Linked DNA regions of Sus scrofa: regions 1 and 3 are each linked to region 2. Evidence: chromatin contacts called from public HiChIP or PLAC-seq data. All regions are on one chromosome and are shown on one strand. The core of a region is the stretch at or near the end of the contact, and the rest is flanking DNA. Distances in the headings are between cores, read along the strand shown.

Region 1 (4,754 bases), core at 1,947-4,446, 450 kb after region 2:
CAAGCACTGAGGCACCACTCCCCTGGTCCTTTACTCCTTCCCTTCTTTCCTTTCACAAATATTTATTTGGTACAAACTGTATACCAGGCACTGTGCTGACCTCTCATGCCTTAACTCATTTTGTCTGCACAAAAAAAGCTGGTCTCTGCCTATTTTACAAATGATAAAACCAAGGTGTGGAACCTGGAATGGCCATTAGGTGCAGCCCTCACCAACGGAGTTATCTTACAGGCAATTTCTGCAGCAGTGGCTGACAGAAGGACAAAAGGATTGAAGGGAAAAATTAGGCTTTATTAAAATCCTAATGCATGACTGGCATTATATTATATAATTATTGTATATAATTATATGCATATGTGTGTGCATATAGATTTATATATCTATGCAGATAGATATCTAAATCTATATACCCTAGTTTCCTTTAGCCTTCCTATCAATCCCATGAAGTGAGGATTTTAATTGCTTTATGGTTGAGGAAACTGAGTCCCAGTTAACATTACTTGCTCAGAGTCATTTAGCCATTGACTCTCAAGAGAAGGGATTAGAACATGGCTTTGAGGAACTGCAAATTCAGACAGATGAAGGTTCAAACCCAAGGCTTATCACATATTGTATAATTTGGGACAAATTACACAAACCTTCTGAATGTCAGCTTCCACATCTATCATATTGGGAGTAATAACTGAACAATTGGAGTTATTTTGAGAATTAAATGAACTAATACCTATAAATTGTGTAGGTAGTATCTTACCCATGGAAAATGTTCAGTAAATATTCTTTTTCAATAAATACCCCAATTGTTCCCTCCTGGAAAGAGGCTGCATGTGTCTTCATCTACAAAATACATATATAGTAACCCCTGCCCCGAAACAATTCATAGGGAAGCACTTTATACAAGGTAAAGCACTCAAACTGCACTTATCAATCACCTTCTGTATACTTGGGGGTTGGCAGAAGCTTGAAGGAATCCTCTACTTTACGGGATTCCAGTGATACTAGGAAATGCTCTCAAGCAAATCTTATTTAAAGTCTTCTTAAAATTATTATTAAAATAATTAGCTTATAATGGTGATGAGGTGGGGAACTGGGTCAATAGGAAAAGGTGGGGGAGGTTTAATAAGATCAGAGTATTGAGATTTCAGGGAAGGCAGGGTGGCCCAGGAAGTTTCAGCAGTGGGGCAAGAGTACATTGACGCAATGGCCTGGGCTCAGCAGGGTATATACACATTTGTCCTGTCTCATTGTGACTGGTGTGTGTGTGTGTGTGTGTATGTGCGCGTGCGCTGGGCCTGGTGCATATGGGATCATAGAGCTTTTCATTAGAAAGGGCTCTGGAAATCCATCAGGGTGTGTGTGTGTGTGTGTGCGTGTGTGTGTGTGTGTATTTAGGTGTGCACACCTCTGTTTGTGTACTGAGGCCAGTTTCCACGAGAGGGTGACTTTTTTCACCTGTGCACTTGGAGATTTTTCCTTTTTTATTATAGCAAATGTAGCTTGAAAGCTGGGCATAGCATAGCTTTTCCCCAAACACCCCAAACATAGATCACATCACAATCTTTCTTTCAGAGAAAAATGCTGCAAAATAACCCTCAGATGGTGACTCTCCCTCTTTTTTTTTTTCTTCTTTCTCTTTCTGTCTTGCTCTTTCTGTCTTTCTCTCCATCTGTCTCTGTGTCTCTCGGTGTCTTAGCTTCATCATCCCTATTTATAGCTTAACATGCTTTCATATTTTCACAGCATATAAAATGTCCCTGTGTTACATAAAATAATACACGTTAGGTCTGGTTTGTAATTAGATCAGTGTTTCATCCCAAGTTCCACACGCAACAACACTGGACGTTGTTTCTCACCCCTTAGCCATAAATATTGCCAGGGCTGAGTATTCTGCCCTAACCCTTTTCTAGGTTTTGTTTTCCTAACTCCTGATGACAATCCTCCCGTCTGCCTCCTCCCTGCCTCGGAGGTGGGTTCAGCTTTCCTCCATAGCAGTAGCTCAGAGCAGCCCGGGACTGCCTCTCTGCAGAGCAGAGCAATAGCTCCATCAGCGAGCCATCAGAATCTCTAAACAGTCACAAAATTCATCTCCCCAGACTGCCCGAGAAAAAGGGTAGTTAGGTCTCTTTCCTCTATAATAAGGAGATACAATTATTTAAAAAAAAAAAAAAAGGAAGGAGAAATTGAGATTCATTTCTAACAGACTTGGACATGTGTTGGAGAATATTGTTGAGAACAATTAGAGATGTATGAGTGAGGGGTTTATTTCTCACTTGCTTGTCAGGTCAGAAGACAATCTGTTTATTTTCCTGCTACAATTTTATTCAATAAACTGAAAGGATAGGAGCCAGAAAAGAGGGTATGAACAGGATGTGTGCTATCAATTTGTCAAATAAATAATCGTGCTTGGAAACAACAGATTTTATTAATTAGACAGGATGGTGTATTATTACCATTAAAGTGTTATATTGCATTAATTTTTATATTTTACTCGGCTACTAATTACTGTAAAAGATTTCGGGAATGAAGCAAAATAAAATCATGCAGCATTATACATAATGTAAAGATTGCGTGAATTAATTTGTCCGCTGCTCCCCGCCCGCCGCTGTCGGGAGTGGAAGAGGCAGGCGCGGAAGCGGCCTTCGCCGCAGGAGAGTTCTCGCACCAGCACTTCTACTCCCTCCCGGTTGAGGGAGGCAGCTGGTAAGACCTAGGGTTCAAGACCGGGCTCAGCTACTCACTGACTGGCAAATCACCTCTCTGAAGGCACGGTTTTTCCCTTTTGTAAAAGTAAACACCCCTTTTCTGCCTGCCTCGCAGGGTGATTGTAAAGATCTAACGAATTCTCAAGTGTAAAAGTGCTTTAAAATGTCAGAGGTTGTGAGAGGGGATGAGACCCAGTATTACTTATTAGAGGAGGCAGACAGGCGGGCCAGCTCTGTTAGGGTCCGGATGCTGGGCAGGGGGAGGCTGTACCTTTCGGGCTTGGGGAGCGAATTAGGGCCCTCGAAGGCCACCCAGAGGCCATCGCAGCTACTTCCCTCGCTAAACATCGCGTCGGAGTGGAGGCAAAACTAGCCCAGGGCCACACCGGAGCTGAGCCACGAGTCTGAAACGCAGACCAGAGAGAAGCCACTCCAGATTAGACCCAGGCGCTTCTTACAAGGGGACCCCGCACCTACTCATCAGACCGAACTGGGTTGTAATTCTGCACAGACACAGCCGGCTCTGTGGCCACGGCCAAATCTCTTAACCTCTGTGAATGGCAGTTTCTTCAGTTAAAAAAAAAAAAGTTATTTGCGTAGGAAATGAATTCCCACGCCAGCCACACATTCTGGCTAAGAAGGTAATGGGCAAGGCCTTCGCCAGGGGTAAAGGTCCCCAAGGGCTCCCCGTGGCAGCACAGCCGCTTCGGCGCACCGGGAGCCCCGAGGAGCCCGCCATGTCCTGCTCAGGGCGCTGCCTCCCAGGTCCTCGCTGACCTCGGCCGGAGCGGAGCGGAGCCGCAGGGTCCCGGGACAGCCCCCTCGCCCCACCCCGGGGGCGTTTCTCACCAGCGCGGCCGAAGCCCAGCCACGTTTTTCTCCTGGCTGGGTCTCCAAAGCCCCAGAAGGCGACTACAGAGATTTCTCACGACCCACTGCCACCTACTGTCCGAATCTGGGAACTGCAGGGCAGGGCATACAGGCCTCTGAAGGGGAGGTGCCGATAGGCAGGGCTGCCCAGGACTGAGGATGGCAGAGAACAGTGTTCAGGTCCCTCTGACTGGACCCTCCCATCACACCCTGTTCCTTTTGTTCTGAGTATCCTTTTGCAGTTGTGTGAGAGCAACTTAGCTGGGCCATCTGAAGCCCCGGTTCTCTGGCTTGCACTGTTATGGGCACTAGGGGAAACAGGAGTACTAGGAAAAGCCCCTTGTACCCCATCTGACCACAGCTCCCTTTAGAAGGTCTGAAAATCCTGCCTCTGGATTTGGAGGGCTATTTCTGATCAGTCAAAGTGAACCAATTGTGGGTCTTCCAAAGAATGGCCGCTGTCCCTGTTTCTAGCTTCCAGAGGGTTAGAACTTCACCTGTCGTGACAGTCTAACCTCATTCTGAGTCAGGCATGCCCCTCAGCCTTCCCTATGCCACCAGGATCTCTTATGTCACCCTCTTTTAGGGCATTCATCCTGACCTCTAGTATGGCCTTACTGGCTGTGTCATCTTAGACAGGTCATGGTACTTCTGTGAACATTCTTTTTAAATCAGTAGAAGTAGGGAAGTTCCTACTGAGGCTCAGCGGTAACAAGCCTGACTAGTGTCCATGAAGACGCAGGTTCGATCCCTGGCCTCGCTCAGTGGGTTCAAGATCCGGCGTTGCTGTGAGCTGTGGTGTAGGTCGCAGATGTGGCTCAGATCTGGTGGTGTTGTGGCTGTGGCTGTGGCATAGTCTGGCAGCTGTAGCTCCAATTTGACCTCTAGCCAGGGAACTTCCATATGCCATGGGTGTGGCCCTAAAAAACTGCAACAAAAAATGAGTAGACGTAGGAATAATAATGATATGCAGGAAGCCCATCAAAGAAGGCTGTAGCCAAGACTGACCAGGAAGCAGCCTGACACCTGGGGATGTTTCCCTTGGGCCTTCAAAAGACTGCTCATGGCTGTGGTCTGAATGTTTGTGTCTCCCCAAATTCACATGTTGAAATCCTAACCTACAAGGAGATGGTATTTAGAGATGGGACCTTTGGCAGTTTAGATCATGAGGGTAGAGCCCTCATG
Region 2 (4,919 bases), core at 2,206-4,705:
ATTTTTAAAGGAAAAATGACATTATGACTTACCACTATATATTTTCTATCAGGTGAGTTAATGGTTTTATAATATTTATATGGCTCGTTGTTATTGGGTGTATTAGCTTTTTCCTTGTCAATTCTTCATCCATGTCTCCATTTATGTCCACATTAGCTTTTACACATAAACATCAAAACAGAAAACAACATTGGGCATTTTCCTTAATGCAGCTCATAGAATAGGGGGTTGTTATTACCAAATTACTTTAACTATTTGGTAAAATGTAAACACATTGCTCCTGAAGATGTGTATCCCCACCCTCATCCTCATTCTCATGCCAGATCGAAAGTCTGGGCATGGTGTCTGACCAAGTTCTGGATTCGTGTTCTTTACCTATAAAGCTAAACTTGAAGAGAAAGTGTTTGGGAAGCTAAATTTAAAAAATCACTTGCATCTTATCTTCATAGTAAAATAAGGGGTTAACAATAGAACTAGGTAATCTTTACGCCCTTGTAGCGCTGCCATTTCAATGGGAAATTGACTTTAAATATGAATGTATATTTTAACAAAAACAAAGAAGTATTAAAATAATGATGAAAAAAATCATTATATAAAAAATGATGGTTAAACCCTCAGTATTTGAGCAGTTAAAAAATATATGATAATAAATTGAATTTCAATACAGTGGATAAAGATTGTATTCTTATAATTTACTGTACTTATTTTTTAATTTTCTAAAATAATCTAGGGAATAGCATCTAACTAGGCATTTTTACTTCTTCTTTGCTATTCCTTATATGATTTGAAGATAAAAAATACACCAATATTTTACCATGAAAAAAGCGTCGTTTCGAACATTTCAACTGAGTCTACATATAAAGAATTTTTGCAGTAGTTTGGGAAGGTTTTGTCACAAGCCTCATCCAGAAAGTCTTAAAGGTGTTACCCATTGTAGACTGCCTGGTAGAGCTAGAAATCTTGCCTAATGGAAGTAGCAATCCTACCTCTCTTCCAAGTCCTCACCTTCTCCCTTACTGGCAGGGAAACACTGCAGTTGGCAAAAATCTAAAAACAAACCTTACTCATAGTCAACCTAATCTATCTTCCCCCTTTCCATAGCTATGCTGTTGAGTGTCTTCTTGAGTCAGAGGCAGAAATAAGAAAACAGCACCATTGTTTGGTCCTATAACCAAGTTTCTATGAAAGAGAGTGTCTAGGTCCTAAACCTGCTTTCTATTCTTTGGTGTGGTCAATACCCTGGATTTAGAAATATGTGTTCTGTTTCATGAGTTCTGACAGTATGTTTTGTCTTTTTTTTTTTTCTGAATATGCTACTAAACAGAAAGGTCATGTCTCCCACCCACAAATTAACCCAAGGCTAAAGGGCCTAAGTGACCGTTTTGGCAGGAGTTTGGACACCTTTGAACATGGTGGTGGCCACTCTTACAACCACAAACAGATTGAGGTATGAATGCTTCCATTGGTGCTTCATTGGGTGGGGGACTGGATTGTTCAGTCATATTCTAGGCTTTTTTAAAAAGTGGCAAACACTCAGCCTAAACGCTAAAATGTAATCCTTCCCTTTTTCTTATTCTTAAGGAGGCTCATTTTTACTCCTTTTCTTTCAGAGAAAAAGGCAAACCCCATGCCTCTGAAGTAGACTGTTTATTGCTATATATTTAGGCAAATTCTTTACATTCTGAGTACTTTCAAAAACCATCTTTATTTCTCCTAGCTTTTTAATATATAGAGTTGTATACTATTTTAAAACACTTAAACATTAAAAAAAAAACCCTCATTTGACTATATAACAACCTATGGAGTTGATAAAGTATAATCCTGCTTTTATAGACAAAACATCAGAGATTCAGAGATATTAAGTTATTTAACTGAGGCTACAGAATATTCTTGGAGCTCTGGAGTCCTGTCATGGCTCGGCAGTAACGCACCCAGCTACTACCCTGAGGATATGGGTTTGATTCCTTAGCCTCATTCAGGGGGTTAACAATCCAGTGTTGCCATGAGCTGTGGTGTAGGTAGCAGATGTGACTCAGATCCCATGTTGCGGTGACTGTGGCATAGGCCGGCAACTGCAGCTCCAATTTGACCCCTAGCCTGGGAACTTCCATATGCTGCAGGCGTGGCCCTAAGAAGAACAAACAAACAAGCAGAAAACTCTGAGCCAGAATTATTACACAGTTAGGATTTCTAACTCTACCTAATTTGGGTTTCCTAATTTAGTTTTCTCTGGCTAAAGTGGAGTTGAGTGCCTGGGCATGAGTGATTGTTTTTTGCCCCATAAAATTCTAAGATATCTCTTTCATATTTAAATTCCAGTAAAGCTCTTTGTTGTTTTTGTGGGCTCTTCTTACTACACGGGTGAAGAAGACTCATATGGCTCTTTTGAAAACAAAGCCCCTTTCTGCTATGGGGATCTAGTCTTCCTTTCTCCAATATCATGCTTAATTCTTCTCCTATATCACTGGTGTACCTCTCTGGCTTGCCAGGTATCTGTTGAATCACCAAAAAAAAAATGGAGACAAGTTACCTAAATACACTTTAACTTTCTTGGTTAGCTCTAATACTAAATTTATGTTCTAACTTAGGATGGTAAACCCAATTCAGAACAAGAAAACATTTACATCTAGCAAAGTTGTATATTCAGCTTCCATTGGCCCTACCAGTCAATGCATATCAAATTCTATGTAATCAATAAAGTGTCCCTTTGACATTATCTTTTCTGCTGTGTGTGGATCTGCATTTTTAGAAAATGATAGAGAATGCTCACTTCTGAGAAGAAAGAAGAGGACAAGATCAAAGGCCACCTTGGAAGTAGCCTAAGGAAGAGTTCAGAGCTTGTCACTTGCTTCCTCTTTCCTGTTTTCCTTTGACGTATAAGTATATAGGGGGTTTCCATCCACACATGACAGGGCATATACTGTTAGAGTATCCACTGTCTTCTATACAGCCAGAAGGAATTTCTTTTCTAAGGCTTTCTTTTGGCTGTAGAGAAGGTGCCCTATTTCTAGACATTCGGAAAGTCAACTGTGCTTACAATTGCTGAGCAGAGAGATCACTGGACATTAAGAACAAGCCTTTCTGTGTGATGACAGTTAGCAAGCTTACATACTCAGGACAGATTGTTTGTTAAACTTTTAAGTGCTTGGAAGAATGTGGAAGCAGGTGGCCTTGGCTCAAATTCAAAACTTCCTCTCCTCTTTGACTTTCATTTTCTCTTAAGGTATTACATTCTATCCCATCAATCTTCCCTTAGTTAGTTTTCTATCCAATCTCTTCTTTTACCAATTTTTCACTTAGGGTGACTTCTCTTCCCCCCACTGTCAGAGACCCCTGATGCTGTCAATCCTGGCTTCTGTTGGGTTTCTGGAAACTGCTATGTCTTATACGTGAGTGCCAGATTTGTGTAGTGATGCAGCAATACTGATCTAGTAGTACAACATATGTCTCATGTCTGTCAATTTAATTAGGCTAAATACAGAACCCATTAAGGCAGAGGCCCTCATAGCTTTGCAGTTTAAGTCTGGGCTGGTTTGAGAGTTTCCTGGGTTTTTGTTTATTCTTGCTCTTGCTCTGTTCTCTTGCTTCCATTTTTTGCACCTTTTTCCTCAATGTCAGGAAACCTTTGCTTTGTTTGCTTGTATGGTACACTGCTTAGGAAAGATTGACCTTGTTTGAAAGGCAGGTTTCTCAGACTTTCCTGGTGTGAATATAACATGTTTTTGGGGTTTCCATGAACAGCATGGTAGACACCCATATCTAAGCTGCTACAGACACTAACATTTTAAATCTTGAGTAATAGTAAAGAGAAAATGTAATAATATCTTGCTGTATTGATTTTAAAGTCTACTTTCTTTTCTAGCTAGGATTTTCTCTACTCTTTTGACAAGCTAAAATGTCACAGCACTGTCAACAATTATGATCATGATAAACTGAGGATACTGAGAAAGCATTACAATTATGTTAAAGCGTTTTATTTCTAATTGGAGATTCTTAGGAAGAAAATCCACAACACATACATTCCACCACCACCTCAACACATACCCTGCTGTATTGCTTGCTCAGAAGTGGTCTTTTCTACCTGACAATGCAGTTAATTTGTCTTTCAAAGGTTGTCACTTCTAACATTAACGGGCCTGGGTAAACCTTAGCAGCATTTATAGTGATACTCCGGAAGCCTGAAACTTTGATAACAGATAGAGAAAAGGTATTTAAAGTGGTAAGATCCTCTTTACACTAGTATATCTCTGTTCTTTCTTTCTTTAAAATAAGAAAGACTTAGGAAAGATTTTTTTTTTTTTTTTTGTACTCTGTGCTGATCTAAGGCATGATTTTCTCTGCCTCAGGGGCACAATATTAGGAGAGAGAAGGCCAAAGAATGCTATTTTTAGTTGAACAGTTCAGCAGATGGAGGCACGAATACTCATATATCTGAAGGTTGAGGAACTTGAACCATTAATTTTGATAATGTATTTAACCCGGGGAACAATCAGAAACTGTAACTCTAAGGTTACAGTGCTTTTGACCTTTAGAGAACAGAGGGCACTTGCTACAGTAAACAATATATTATATTGCTACTTATTCCAATTCTCTACCCGTATAAATTTCAGGACCAGTTGCCATTTGCTTTCCTCAGCTATGTTAGCATTGGTCCTTCAAGTAAGTCAAAAGGGGGGACCAGTATAATGAGACAGTCATGTAAATATGGCCTTTAAATAGCTAAGATGTTAGATTGTTTCTGAAGAAATATTGTCTTAGAAACTAAGCTCTGAATGATTTTTTTAAATGAAAAGTGGTTTTAGTGTATTGATTCATTTTATGTTCTTTCTTCCAATATGATAGATCCTTAAAGTAATCTTGTTTTGTTTCATTTTTTAATTGGAAGTAATGTTGCATTATTGTTGTAGTTTATATTAAAT
Region 3 (4,536 bases), core at 1,116-3,615, 280 kb before region 2:
AAGTGTATATTTGTAAATATTTGTTACTTATTCTTCTTACCAGTTTCACAGTAATAATGTGTCCATTTTCAGAGGAGGACACTGTTGAAGTTTAAAAGTTTAAAAACTTGTCAAGGTCACAGAGTCTAGATTCATACCTAGGGCTATGTGACTCCAAAATAGGGATCTTCCTGCTGTGTCACACTGCTTCTGCCTCTTTATAAGTGATTATAGAGGCTTTATGGCTTCTAAAATATGCAATGTTTCTGAGTAATAATACTAGTAATTAATTGTACTACCTCATATTTGCGTATGCTTTATACTTTTTGCATGGTGCTTTATACTTTTCAAATTGATATAATGGCCATTAGTTCATATATTCTACGTAACTATCCTTTGAGGTAATCGTGGCAAGTATTATTATCCCTGCTTTTGGGTGAGTCAAATAACTCCAGAGAGGATAGTGATTTTTGCCTAATGTCAAATAACTTATTAGCGACAGACTAGAATAAGAGTTAAAGTCTTATTGCTCCCAATTTAGTGTTCCTGTGAAGTTTCTGACTTCCCTAAGGGAAGCCTGACTGCAGAGTAGATCATCTTTGTAAGTGCAGCTCGGTAAAATTCCTCTTCAGCTAGGTTATAGGTAAAGTTTTCTTTCTCTGAAAAGGCAAGTCTTTGGGCCGCCCAATTATTTTCTAGCAAAACCCACTGGGGAAGGTCTTGTCCTGTTAAGTCCTGACAGTTTCCTTTTTCCCCAAGGAAAGAATATTAGCATAAGGTTATTCTTGCTGTATATTGAGCTGGCTATTTCCTGCTGGAGTCTTTTAGCTCAGGATCTTGGTCCAAAAGGTGTTAAAAATTCTCTGGTCTAACTGGAATAGAGAGATTTTGGGGAGGAGGAAAAGTTAGCTTTGAAGACAAAATTTCCTTAATAGTTAATTTGTTGGGTAATGTAATATGCCAGTCACACTGTATATGTGGGGCAGCTTCTGAGTGTTGGTGGGAATATAAAAAAAAAAATTCGGTAATTCTTATTGTCAAGAAACTCGGGAGAGACAGTGTGGTGATGGAATAGCACACTTGGTTTGGGTTTTGGTGCTAAGCATAGTTAGCTGTGGGATTGCAGGCAAATTTCTGTCTTTCTCGAATTAGTTCCTTCATCTGAAAAGTAAGGAGATAGAACTAGGTAATTTTTAAGGGTAGTTTCATTTCTAAACTATTTCAGATCTTATCTCTTGTTAAGTTTTCTAGTACTAGTAAGTTCAGATATAAGCAAAGATGCAGAGATTCACTGTTGGGGAGCTGACTTTCAATAATGGAATAGTCCTTAAAAATAAAGTCCTAATCCATTTCATCAAGATTTTTTGGTGTCCCTAGAATAGCACTAGGTCAGGGTATAGTTCTTAGCTCTACCACTTCGCAATAATTTACCGTAGGTAATTTATTTCTTCATCCTGAATCTCAGTTTCCATATCTTTAACATAGCAATTTTCTTCATTCACTTAAAAACCTTGACTGAGCATTAAACATCATGCTAGATGCTGAGGCTATAAGATGATCCTTTTCCTTTAGGTGCTCAAAGTGTTTCTCTGCCAGGGACATTTGCAACTGAAGCCTTTTCTTTAGTAATGGAACCATAGAATCTTAGAGGTGGAAGAAATCTTAGCGGTATTAAGATTTTGAATACTCACTTAGAATGTGAGTTTATGAAGGCAGAAACTATATTTTGTTCACTGCCTTATCCCAAGAATCTACCACTGTGTCAGGCATATACATATATGTATTGAATGAATTAATAAAAGAATAGTGAGAAAAATAATGTTGGTTTTATGTAGCACCTTCCTTATCTGGAACCATATGTTTACATGTTAGACTGGCAACATGCCAAGGCTTATGGGCATCTCTATGACTAGAGAGGTAAACAGGGATATCCTCTGTGGGCATAATCATATTGGCTGTCTCTGCAATGAAATGTCTGACTTGTCATTCCTTGAATATGAATGTTGAAAGAGTTTCATGTGTTAGTTCTGAGAAAGGGTGGATTTGTTTGTTGATCTCTGCTCCCCAGGAAATTGTAGAACTCTGAAGCAGCAGTTTCCTTTACTTTGTGGCATAGAGTTCTGCAGCCATAACAAACTGTAGATAAATCTAAACTTGCCTGCTTTTTAATTTTTCTTCCTTTTCCAGGCCCTAGATCCCCTATTCTCCCCATCATACTTATAGCCCACCACACAGAGCTTCCATCACCCTTTATTTTACTTTCCCTTGGAGAATTATGCTGTGCTATATGGGGATAATTGATTTATTTTCAGGGTTCTAGATTTCCTCTGGTTTTCCTTTGGCATTTTCCTAAGCAGAGTCATGGGACTTGTTTTTCATGTATCTGTGTCACCACTGTGGTGGTGTATTGTGTTACAGAGATGCTTCACTGTCCAGATTCAGGGAGGGAGGAGTAAAGTTAGGCAACATGGAGGTGGAAAGCAACCAGGAGGGCTTTATTCATTACTTATCATCTTTTTTTTTTTTTTTTTGTCTTTTGTCTTTTTGTTGTTGTTGTTGTTGTTGTTGCTATTTCTTGGGCCGCTCCTGCGGCATGTGGAGGTTCCCAGGCCAGGGGTTGAATCGGAGCTGTAGCCACCGGCCTACGCCAGAGCCACAGCAACGGGGGATCCGAGCCGCGTCTGCAACCTACACCATAGCTCATGGCAATGCCGGATCGTTAACCCACTGAGCAAGGGCAGGGACTGAACCCGCAACCTCATGGTTCCTAGTCGGATTCGTTAACCACTGCGCCACGACGGGAACTCCTCATTACTTATTATTTTATTCTCAAGAGGGAGATGTGGATTTTTCTTCCAAGAACAGAGAAATGAGACCTGTCATTCTTGTGTTTAGTCATTTTCTATTTTGCAATCACTATTACGTCTCTATAACACAAGAGGCTTTTTTGTTTGTTTGTTTTTATTTTTCTTAAAAGGAAACCCCATGTTGCAAGGAAAGGAGCTTTGTTTGAAAGGACTTGGATTTTAGTTCTGGTCTTACTACTTTATAGCTAAATAACAATGGAAATTTATCTTCTCTGAGTCCTATTTGTAGAGGCTGAGTTTTTTGAGATGATGGACTACTGGTTTCAAGTTACTGTATGAATTAAAAGAAATGATGTACAAGAAAATGCTTCATAAATTATGAATTACATACAAATCTACATCACTTGCCTCTACTTTCATCATCTTTACATTATCAAGAATTTTTTGTTGCCTTTTTAAAGTAGAAATATACCTTGTATTTTTCTTCCCGACTTTTGCAAGATCCTAATCAAGTTTGAAGGATTTGGAAATCAACATTCTACTTTCCAGTTTTTTCTTGGATCTTCTTCAGGCCATTTCTCTGACACCCTAAATAGCTGTTGTGTGGGTCAGCCCAGAGGTGGTGGCATTTCACTGGTTCAAAATTATATGATTTTGGTGTAGAGTTGCAGAGCTTGTGCTAATAATGGTTGCTTAGTCTGAGGTATGCTATATAATTTGGTGTATTAATGAGAGGAAGTCAGGATGGATGCTTTATAAATCAGAGACTGCAAATATGGCACAGTTGGCACACTCTAATTTTTTTCTAAAGAGAAATGCTTCTCAATTTTCCTTTCTTCTTGTTTTCCCAGTAGCTTTGGATCTACTGCTCAGTTTTTTTTTTTCATACTATATGCAGGTACTCTTCTTTCCATATCTCCTTAATACAGTGTTTACAGCAGAAGTAATGTGTGAGTTTTATAATTTTTTAAGATGTGAGATTTGTTTAATCTTATCTATTGAGTGAAGATAATATTTGTAAAGTAGTCAAGGGAATGCTGACTCTGGATTGAGACTGCATGTATTTGGATCCTGCCTCTGCTTCTTATTAGCTGTGTAACCTTGTGACAAGTCACTTTGCTTTTATGTTCCTCACCTTCCTCTGTAAAATGGAGTATGTACATTATTCATCATTGTGAGGATTGAGTTCATTCATATATATATATATATATATGTGTGTATGTGTACACATACACATATATATGTATGTATATATATAGGGTTAGCTGTTATGGTTGTTATTACTAAAAATTTCCTATGATTAAGAATATTGGAGCCAATCAATACATTATTAAGCCCTAATATGTGCTTAGGATTCTGCCAGTTATCTTGGGGATACAAATTATATGACAAAATTCTTGTCCCCCTTTAGAGGCTTGATTGAAGGTAATGTAAGGCATATTTAGATAGTACAAATTGCCTGAAGAATCTGCTTCAGGGCGCATACATGGGTTGACTGATTGAGGGCATAGAACATAAACAGAACAGGGTACTGACAAATATAGGTCTGTCTTGATCAAGGTAAGTGAATGTTACAAGAAATAACTGCAGTAGGAATGCAATGGTGGGATAATATATTCTTGAAAGGCTTTTGGAGGAGGTAATATATTAGCTGAGCCTTGAATGTGTGATCTGGAAATGTAGAGATGAGGCAGCTTCTCATGGTGGAGAGAAGGAGTAGGGAATGGGAATAGGAACATCATAATGCAAT

The links. HiChIP or PLAC-seq counts read pairs in DNA pulled down with a chosen protein or histone mark.
Region 1: a contact with region 2 is called in an H3K27ac HiChIP or PLAC-seq map of skeletal muscle, with 7 times the contacts expected there. The contact joins two enhancer-like sites. A contact is called at or near these places in 2 of 47 Hi-C or Micro-C datasets (embryonic fibroblasts and fetal skeletal muscle) and 1 of 2 datasets of contacts at active chromatin or transcription factors (skeletal muscle).
Region 3: a contact with region 2 is called in an H3K27ac HiChIP or PLAC-seq map of skeletal muscle, with 3 times the contacts expected there. The contact joins two enhancer-like sites. A contact is called at or near these places in 1 of 47 Hi-C or Micro-C datasets (embryonic fibroblasts) and 1 of 2 datasets of contacts at active chromatin or transcription factors (skeletal muscle).

What each region holds. Positions count from the first base shown.
Region 1 is chr2:43,398,240-43,402,993 of Sscrofa11.1, forward strand. No RefSeq gene overlaps it. Among named protein-coding and RNA genes, the nearest start is that of INSC, 610 kb to the right of the region's middle. Within about 2 kb of position 3,197, at least 53 of the 83 cell types and tissues checked have an H3K27ac peak or open chromatin away from gene starts, as enhancers often do. A contact at or near this core is called in fetal skeletal muscle and skeletal muscle, where this site is marked.
Region 2 is chr2:42,947,681-42,952,599 of Sscrofa11.1, forward strand. It overlaps SOX6 (transcription factor SOX-6), which reads left to right. Exons shown (of 18, transcript XM_021085342.1): 11 at 1,325-1,447. Among named protein-coding and RNA genes, the nearest start is that of SOX6, 500 kb to the left of the region's middle. Within about 2 kb of position 3,456, at least 5 of the 83 cell types and tissues checked have an H3K27ac peak or open chromatin away from gene starts, as enhancers often do. A contact at or near this core is called in fetal skeletal muscle and skeletal muscle, where this site is marked.
Region 3 is chr2:42,664,031-42,668,566 of Sscrofa11.1, forward strand. The region is part of intron 3 of SOX6 (transcription factor SOX-6); the gene reads left to right. Among named protein-coding and RNA genes, the nearest start is that of SOX6, 220 kb to the left of the region's middle. Within about 2 kb of position 2,366, at least 3 of the 83 cell types and tissues checked have an H3K27ac peak or open chromatin away from gene starts, as enhancers often do. A contact at or near this core is called in skeletal muscle, where this site is marked.